Linked DNA regions of Gasterosteus aculeatus: region 1 is linked to region 2. The links are chromatin contacts, called in public Hi-C maps. All regions are on one chromosome and are shown on one strand. Each heading gives the region's core, a stretch centred on a gene start, on an enhancer-like site or on the middle of the called end of the contact. The rest is flanking DNA. Distances are from core to core; before and after follow the strand shown. Region 1 holds the start of slc17a6b (solute carrier family 17 member 6b). Region 2 holds the start of lin7c (lin-7 homolog C (C. elegans)).

The links. A called contact is a pair of places that touch in the nucleus more often than the background predicts.
Region 1: a Hi-C map of tail fin shows a contact between it and region 2, with 3 times the contacts expected there. The contact joins the promoter of slc17a6b here to the promoter of lin7c in region 2. A contact is called at or near these places in 4 of 6 Hi-C or Micro-C datasets (skeletal muscle, tail fin and whole body).

The regions. Positions count from the first base shown.
Region 1 is chr12:10,398,858-10,403,199 of fGasAcu3.hap1.1, reverse strand. slc17a6b (solute carrier family 17 member 6b) reads left to right here and starts at 1,816. Exons shown (of 13, transcript XM_040204979.2): 1 at 1,816-2,382; 2 at 2,521-2,681; 3 at 4,079-4,334. The coding sequence starts at 2,608. ano5b (anoctamin 5b) reads left to right here. Exons shown (of 20, transcript XM_040201349.2): 20 at 1-774.
Region 2 is chr12:10,146,355-10,150,990 of fGasAcu3.hap1.1, reverse strand. It overlaps lin7c (lin-7 homolog C (C. elegans)), which reads left to right and starts at 1,601. Exons shown (of 5, transcript XM_040202144.2): 1 at 1,601-1,813; 2 at 2,516-2,634; 3 at 2,788-2,859; 4 at 2,999-3,208; 5 at 3,559-4,636. The coding sequence starts at 1,777. The coding sequence ends at 3,726.

The DNA of each region.
Region 1 (4,342 bases), core at 567-3,066, 250 kb before region 2:
TCGACTTTACTCCTCCTTGGGTTTCACATGGATAATAAATGGCCTATATTCCTGTTTACAAATTTCCCATGATTGTTGTCTCCCCATGCTGTTGGCGTAAACCATTATAATCGACAGAAGGAGAAGAATTTCTTGTGCCCACGTTGTGAGTGTGGATTTCAGTAAAGGACCTTTAGTAACTCTGGTTACTAAGTGTTCCTGTAAATATAAATAATAAATAATCTTTTTAAAAGGGCTGCACTGCAATTACCTTATTGGTTCGCTTGTGCTGTGTAGCCTAAAGCTTTTTTATTTATTAATTGATTTACAACACCCGATTTCTTATTTTGTACTACTCGTTGCCTCATAACAACAACCGAGCCGTGTTGGTTCAGACAATTTTTCAAATTCATTGCATTCTATACACTGCTACTTTTTGAAAGGGTAATAAAGAATAAAGAAACAGAGATTAGACGCAGAGATTGTCTTTAGCTAAAAACAGCTTGTCTGTTTATATTGAAACCTCTTTATAAATGAGACAGTTGTGATTTCAGATATCAGCAAATGTTCACAGTCGAAAGCTAAGCCTGAACATGCTATGCACACGTCTGACAAGTGCACAGCATGTTCTTGCAACATGCATGATGTGTTTCCCAAAAAACAAATGCCTTACGCCTCTGTGCTTACTTGTTTTTGTATGATTCTGTAATAAGTTCACTGTGAACTCAGAATGATTGTGCTGAGAGGCAGGAAACTTGTTAACATTCCCAGTAAATAAAGAAATACTATACTATCTATAGAGTGAATATGTTGTTTTTGTTGTTGCACAAAACACACAATTAAATAAGAACATTGTGACGAGCGAGGTTAAGAAAAAAAGAGCTTAAACTGTAAAACCAACGTGTTGTGTGAAATCACAATACTTTGTAGTTCCACTACTGGACACAAGATGTCTTCAGAAGCACTCTCAGTATTACCAAGACAACACCTGTGCAAGTACCATCTTTGAACAAGATTGGCTTCCAAATTAGTGATTTGATGTCACAAAACCAACTCATGATTGTAAGTGTTCAACTGATATTTAAGGTGAGAGGACACAAATGTACTTCCTCCAGGAGGCAGACGTGGTGGTTTCCAGTTTATCTGCTTCACAGAGGTCACTATGCACAGTGAAGCTCGAAAATACCACAGAGGCGGCAATACACAAAAACAAGTTTTAAATGTAAATTTACTTTACTAAAAACAAAATGATGTAATATACAATATCATTTTGCAAGGTGCTTCATGTACTTGTGTAGAAGAGCAATATTCTGTGTACATTTGACCACTAGATGGTGTCCAATACCAACAAATCATACGAAAGACACAGCTTGTGTGGCTTTCTCTTTTGTCTTCTAATCGCAGATCTTAGCTCTTTGAATTTTTTTATTTTTTATTATTATCATTAGTATTTCTGTTGTACTTTCTGTATAATTCGTATTGTTGAATTTCTAATCATTCTTTCCCTTCGTATTTCTTATTATTATGCTAAACTACTAATACTTATTTTTTCTGCATTGAGAAAAGTATCAGATCTTTGAAATCTCATAAAATGTATATACATTAAAAAATGTTTCAAAAATTGTGTGCATGCTTTAGTGCGAAGATGTGGTTGTCAGGGGAATGAAAATAGGATTAAATTATTGATGGATCCCTACATTGAGCAGAGGAGCTTGTTGTGGGGGAAATCCACTCCTGCTCATTTGGTTTCCATAGCACCGCCCTCCAGAGAGTTGCAGCTTACATAAATGGGGTTGACTGTCCTTGTTGTTTTGAATAGATATAGGCACATATGAGCATAAAAATGCCAAAGGAAGATTAATATATAGAGTTAAAGCCTATTAAATGTTATTATATGCAGCGACAAGCGAAACACGAACTAAACATTTCTTCGTCTCCCTCTCGGTGTTTTTTCTCAAATGTCTGATATGAACCAAGTCATACATATATATTAATTCTTTATCATGTTATATGTTGATCCTGGGCTTGATGTGTGCTGAGCAACTGGCCAGATGTTGAGCGCGGAACTGCTGTCGCTGACCTCGGTGCTGAACACGACGTCAGATGAACCTGCGCGCATCACAGGAGACACGATCCAGCCTCACTCCCTCTTTGATTTATAGAAGCTTCCCCGACCACCTCTGCTTTCTAAACTTTGAACGCTTTTATTTTTCCGTTCATTCATTCTCTCTCTATATATCTCTCTTACTCGCACTCTCTATTTTTGATTCCGGAAAAATCCACAGCCGATCGATCCCACGGCGCTGACAGTTTCACTCATTTTTGTGTTCCGTCGTGATGGCACTCGGCGTGGCTACTGTGCGCCAGGCAGGAGCTGGTATGGTGGCGGATGAAGGCGCAAAGGTCGTTTGATTCCTCCTCTATTTATGTTTTATTTTTGCTTCGGCGATCGCTTTCGTTGTGAAAATTAGACTCGTCTTTTTGATAGTCACCTCCCTGGACTCCTGCTTATCACAACTTCGCTTGTGGGTTTCCTTGTAGCCGCTGCAGTTGGCCATCCTGCGCCGTAACATGACGGTTAAGATTTAAAATACAAGTGAGAAACAGGCCTATACGTAGAAATCGGACATGGAGTCAGTAAAGACGAGAGCCGCGGCGGGGGTGAAGGACTTTGCGGGGAAGACCCTGGGTCAAATGTACAGGTAAGGACAGACCTTTTAAAAAAAATCTTGATTGGCATGGAGCAATTTCCTGTTGCGGTGTGATTATATGCGTGCTTGTTCTTTTAACCAAACACGAGTCAGGGTGATAAGTTGGTGTGCAGGTCACCCAAAACTGTTTTACAACTTACAGGGATCTCTGGTCACGCCTCTAGACTCTGGACGTGAGAGGAAAATTATGCAGTCATGTGCATGTGTATGCTTGTGTGTGTGGGTGTGTATGAGCGCGTGTACTTAGATGCCACTGAATGGGAGCGTGCACGCAGCCAGTTCGTCCTGGTGCAGGGGCCCTGTAGGTGTATCTCACAAGCAGACAGGTTATACATGACGCGCAGGTAACGCGCACATTTTTGAAGATTCATTAATAATTTATAATCCATTTTATTTACCATCCGTTAAATGCATTGTGATAAACCTGCAGCCCGTGTCTCGAATTAATAGAAAGGGAAACAACGAGGGGAATTTCAACCAATAGGACGTAAATGGTGTTTCTTTAATACATTTTACTCGTTTTTGCATAGCTTATGGTTTATCATGGTCATATATCTTTTTTCTTTATAATCTGAGGTTGAAATACAATAAAATAAACATGCAAATGAATTGATGTGCTGCAGTTATGCTTTCAATAACCCTTTAGAAAAGCTCAGTTTTTCTATATGTTTCCAAGGCCTTTGATTTCATATATATCGTATCGACTTCATCGATTTGCATTTTTTCGATTCCTTTCCATTAATTATTTATGTTGCTTTTCATGGGCTTGCAGATACACGCATTTTCGTTTTTAGGTTTTCATCATGTGACCAGTAGAAGTGACGTCCACTGAGACGCAAGGGGGGGGGCTTTGAGGAATGCCCACAGAGGTGTGTGTCTGGTGACTGGAGCTGCTGCTCTGTCCCGTGAATGCTAATGAGTGTGAAAGTGAGCGGGCTGCTGCAATGCGGTACAGTCAGGGACGTGTTCGCCTGGTCTCAGCTCTGCAGGCCCAGCCGCTTTTATTTCCCTTTTTGTTCTATTTTCTTATGTCCAAATACAGAATCCATGTTTTGCTTTTGATACGTTGCTGCCTTTTGAGTCCTCTGACTTGAAGCTGTAAGGCTGTAGTGTGGCAGAATAAAATACCACAAGGAGGCCCGTCCATTCGTGCAGCCAATGTATATTGTTTATGCTGGAATTTTCCTCACTCATGTGAAAAATAAAGAATCTCAGATGGGCACACCAACCACCCAACTGCCCACTCCAAAATCAAATATTCTCACAGTTGGAGATAGAAATGGGCCTCCTCAGATATGTGTCCCATCACAGGAGAAATCGTTTTAGGGGGATGCATCATCTCGTTCGATCAGGGGACACTGACCAGTGTCCTCACCTGGCTGTTGCAGAGTGATGGAGAGGAAACAGAAAACCGGGGAGGTGATCGAGCTGACGGAGGATGGGCGGCCCCGCGAGGCCGCGGAGAAGAAACCCCCGCTGTGCGACTGCAGCTGCTTCGGTCTGCCCCGCCGCTACATCATCGCCATCATGAGCGGCCTGGGCTTCTGCATCTCCTTCGGTATCCGGTGTAACCTAGGCGTGGCCATAGTGGGCATGGTCAACAACAGCACCATCCACCAGAACGGCAAGATCGTCATCACGGAGGTGTGGCA
Region 2 (4,636 bases), core at 352-2,851:
CGTTGCTTACTAAAGCACAGGTAGACACAGTTTGGACAGTGACACAAACATTTGAGTGCATTAAAAAGATACACCTGGTATGACATGGTAATCCCATCTTTAAATCTTCTACTGCAGAAGAATCCCCCAGGTTTGGTGCAGCAGTAGATTTACAGTGATCAGGAGGAAAAATCCTGGTTTGTAATCCAGGTTAAAGACGACTGGAAATTTGTTTCACCAGCAGATTATGACTCATGGTGTGCTTCTCATGGTGAAAAGTCCTTGCTTTATGAGTCTGGATGCCAGAGTTTGAGATGACAGCTGGATAACAATTTAACATGTTCACTTTGCAACTTAATACCATCAACCACGCCCTTATTCCCCATAATATGACATATTTTAGAAAGAGAAGACACTGATATAAAAGCCTCATCGAAAGTTCAATTATGTTTGATATTTGTGTTACATTTGATCCCGAGCACCTTATTTTACTTCATCGTCATCAACCTGAAGGTAAGTGTGACCTCTGAAGAGAACCGGACGAGGCCTTTTGAGAAGAAAAAATAAAACCTTCCTCATGAAGCAATGAAAAGATATTTGTCTCGGATTCTCCAGAGGAGGCTGATGGAGATGCTGTGAGTTACTTTTTTTTATACAGAAGCTTGCGAATCATCTCTAATCCACCTGCGAGGAAGATGATAAGCATGCAGTATGGGCATGAATCACCCAGTAGGTTTCTTGTCATGGCTGCACAAAACAAGTAAGAATTGAAAAGTATTTAGTCATCCTACAGGAAGACATAGCATTGACGTTAAACCCAAAGTTGTGGCTGAAAGCTTTAAGACAAAACAACAATGAAACGTTTTTTTACAGAAACAATGAGCATCTTGTAGAAATAAAAGAGACAGTAAATACTGCGGCTCCGCTACATTCACGTGTGTTGTGCCTCTGGCCGCACCCTAAATCCGTGTATTTCATCAGATGTCAAAGGCAAAGACACCGTGCCGTGGGTCCGCACTTGGGGTGTGGTCACAAGTGACTCAAGCTCCAAAGTTTCCGCCCACATGGAGCAGTGCAGCAGCAGTTTCCTGCAGTTATGTAGTCGAGTGTCCGTGCGTTCTGCCGCCAGTAGAGGGCGGCAGAGGGAACACATCCTCTGTGTCAGGAAATAGCCGGAGAGGTTTCTGGTTGTTTCCGTGATGCTTTGATACACAGGATATTTATGTAGTAATCCTTTCATCTTTCAGCTATTTCCAGATGCAGCACCCCTGTGAAAAGAATGATGCAGTGACACATGATTGTGTGATTGTTTAATTGGGTCTGGGGTCAGAGTGGACAGCTTCTGTCGCCTTCCTGCAGTGGGCTTAACACAGCACTGAAGGTCGACAGTTCATGTACGAATTACACAAAACGAACGCCTAGACATTAAACACGGGTCTCCGTGGTTATTGTGATATGTGTATGGTGTTACATACATACGTAACTTTGTCTTAAAGGTTTAAAAATAAAATATTGACCTCTTCACATTAGCCAGGGAAGATGCATTCAGTGGCGGCTCCGAGCAATCAGAAACTCGGAAAATAAAATGATATACGCGGGTTCCGAGTTGTTCACTCTACGAGTGTTACTTGAATGCATCATGACACTAGCAACTAATAGCCTAGCCGGCTACCTCGGCTAATCTGATTTACCGTCTCTGTTAGACGGACGTAACGCTAGCCCCGGGATTACCGTATTCTCCATACCCAGTGATTAACGCTAAATATAGGGGACATTAAACAGCCGCTTGCTAACAGAATGGCATCGCTTGGGGAGCCCGTGCGGTTGGAAAGAGGTAAAGTCGATTGGCTAGCTCGCGGTAGCGCAGAGATATTTGTTGTGATCTAACGTTAAGCTAGCTTAGCGTTAGCCACGCAGAGCAGGTGACTGGCGGTCATCTAACTTTCCTGTTCATCGTCTGTAGGCTAAGGGAGTCCTGCTGATCGCCAGTGTGTATTAATATGACTGAACGATTAACATAGTCACGGAGCGAGAGGTTTTACAGCTAAATTACACGGTTTCACTCAAGTTGGTGTATCAGCCAATTGACTAATATGAGTGACAACACACAGCAATCCTGTAAGGTGATGGTGGAAGGCTTCAACGAATGTTGCCTGATGGAGGTTTTCATACACTGTTGTTGCACCTTCAGAGGTGGTAAAGGGAATAAATCACATTTCAAACATCAAGTCAATAATATGTTTTAATAATTTACTAACCCTAACCCTCATGAAGTAAATTGCAATAAAGGATCATTTTTTTATGATATCTGTTTTGGAGTGTTATTTGCATGTTGCTATATGGTTTTAAGTTTATCATTCTTAATACTTTAATTCACAGTGATGTAAGACCAGCTTCCTCACATTGCTTTTAAGCAATCGCATGGTACAGATGTTGTACTGACATCAACACAGAAAAAGAAAAGATGTGATTGTGACAATGTACAGATCTCAATAAAACCCTTGACGGGGGGGTTCACGTGTGCTCTCGTTGACAGATATTAACCGTGCTGTTGAACTGCTGGATAAGCTCCAGAGGACGGGGGAAGTGCCTCCCCAGAAGCTGCAGGCCCTGCAGAGGGTCTTACAGAGTGAATTCTGCAACGCCGTCAGAGAAGTGAGACCCTTTTGTCCCCTTTAAAAAACACGTGACTGTGAGATGCCGTCAGTTCCCTTTTTCTTCTAGTGTTAGAATAATGTGTTTTTGAAAACAGGGTTTTGTTTAATGACTTTATCTTCACAACTTGTAAATATGGCAACGTCTCCTCAGGTTTATGAACATGTTTATGAAACGGTGGACATCAACAGCAGTCCGGAAGTCCGGGCCAACGCCACAGCGAAGGTATACCCGATTCCAGCATCTTTATTTTCAGACCATTTGTTTTTTGTTTTGCTCCAGACGTACATTCCACATTGCGTGTCGAGTCTAACAAATGGAATGATATGCACTGCTTAAATGACGTGACCGTGTTCATTCGTAGGCGACTGTGGCAGCTTTTGCAGCAAGTGAGGGACACTCGCATCCGCGTGTTGTGGAGCTTCCCAAAACGGAAGAAGGTCTGGGGTTCAACATAATGGGCGGGAAGGAGCAAAATTCCCCAATATATATCTCTCGAATCATCCCAGCCGGCATCGCTGACCGACATGGAGGACTGAAGAGAGGCGACCAGCTTCTCTCTGTCAACGGGGTGGTACGTTCAAGTCACAAGACCTGTTCAAAGTTTAGCTTTTCTTTTTGCAACCTCTGCTTCAATGGTCACCAGGTGATAAAAGTAAACACTTCAGCAGTTAGGGCACATTAACTATTAAAAACCTCATAGGTATACCATCATGTTGGTGATATCGTTAGTGTTCGTCGCAATGTTGCCTCTGATTTGTCAGTGGGGATCCTTCAGCATTCTGCCGTGTACGTAGGTTACTCGTACTCCGTTTTTACACCATTTCCCTCACCAACAGTTGGTGGCGTAAGACTCCGGGCCAGACAAGTGCTAGTAAAGGCCGGGGAGAAAACCTTATCGTGTGTTTCTGTGCCCCCCCTCAGAGTGTGGAAGGTGAGCACCACGAGAAAGCTGTGGAACTCCTCAAAGCGGCTCAGGGCTCAGTGAAGCTGGTAGTGAGGTACACCCCCAAAGTCCTGGAGGAAATGGAGTCCCGCTTTGAGAAAATGAGGTCGGCGAAGCGCCGCCAACAGAACAACTTCCCCCAGTAGGGTTTGTCCGTGTTGATGCCCAAGCTCCCATGTCTCTCCTCTTTTAGCCTTCGGGCCATGTGTTCTCTCTCTCCCTCCCTCTCTCTCTCTTCCTCTCCTTTCCTTCTCTCTCACTCCCAAAAAATGCTTCACAAACATACTCATGTTTTTAGTTTTAGTTCCTTCTCAAATATACCATATATTATACTTCTACTCTACACTTCTGTAGCATTTTTAAATATTTGCCATTGTTACGTTGGACACTATAACTCTAGACAAACATCGTGATTGTCAGTGTAGGTGGTCACTCACACTTGTGCATTATTTTGGAATGCAACTCTGAATGCTTTTGAGACCAACTACACAATTCATTTGACTGGAAAGTTAGTGTTTTTAAATATTTTATCACAGTCACTACCAAGTGCCTCAGGGCAATCGTGTTTATTGTATGTACTGTGTTCACCGTTATGTTTTTGTTTTTAATGGTTACAAAGTCAAGTACTGGTAATTAAATTCAAAATAATTTGCATCTGTTATTCTCAAAGCTCTGTACCTAAAATACATGGTGGCAAATGCAGATACCCTTTAATTGTGCATACATAGAAAAAACTGCACTTTTTTGTTCAGAGAAGGGAAGCATTGGAGTATTTTTAGTTCCAATTAGTTAAAAAGAACGCCGTAAGCAGGATAATAAGGGAAACTACCGAAAGGACACCTTTAAAACAAATGATGGATTATCTATACTTCTCTGGGCTAAATTTATAGTTGTCTAACGTCACACCACACTATAAAAAGCTCAGCAGACACTGTAAGTGATTTAATGGGGTCTCAGCAACTTTTGAACTAAACTGCTGCCGCCACAGAGCCTCGAATTTATACTTTTAATAATAAATAAGGAAGTCGTACATCTTCATAAGCAAATACTCTGACC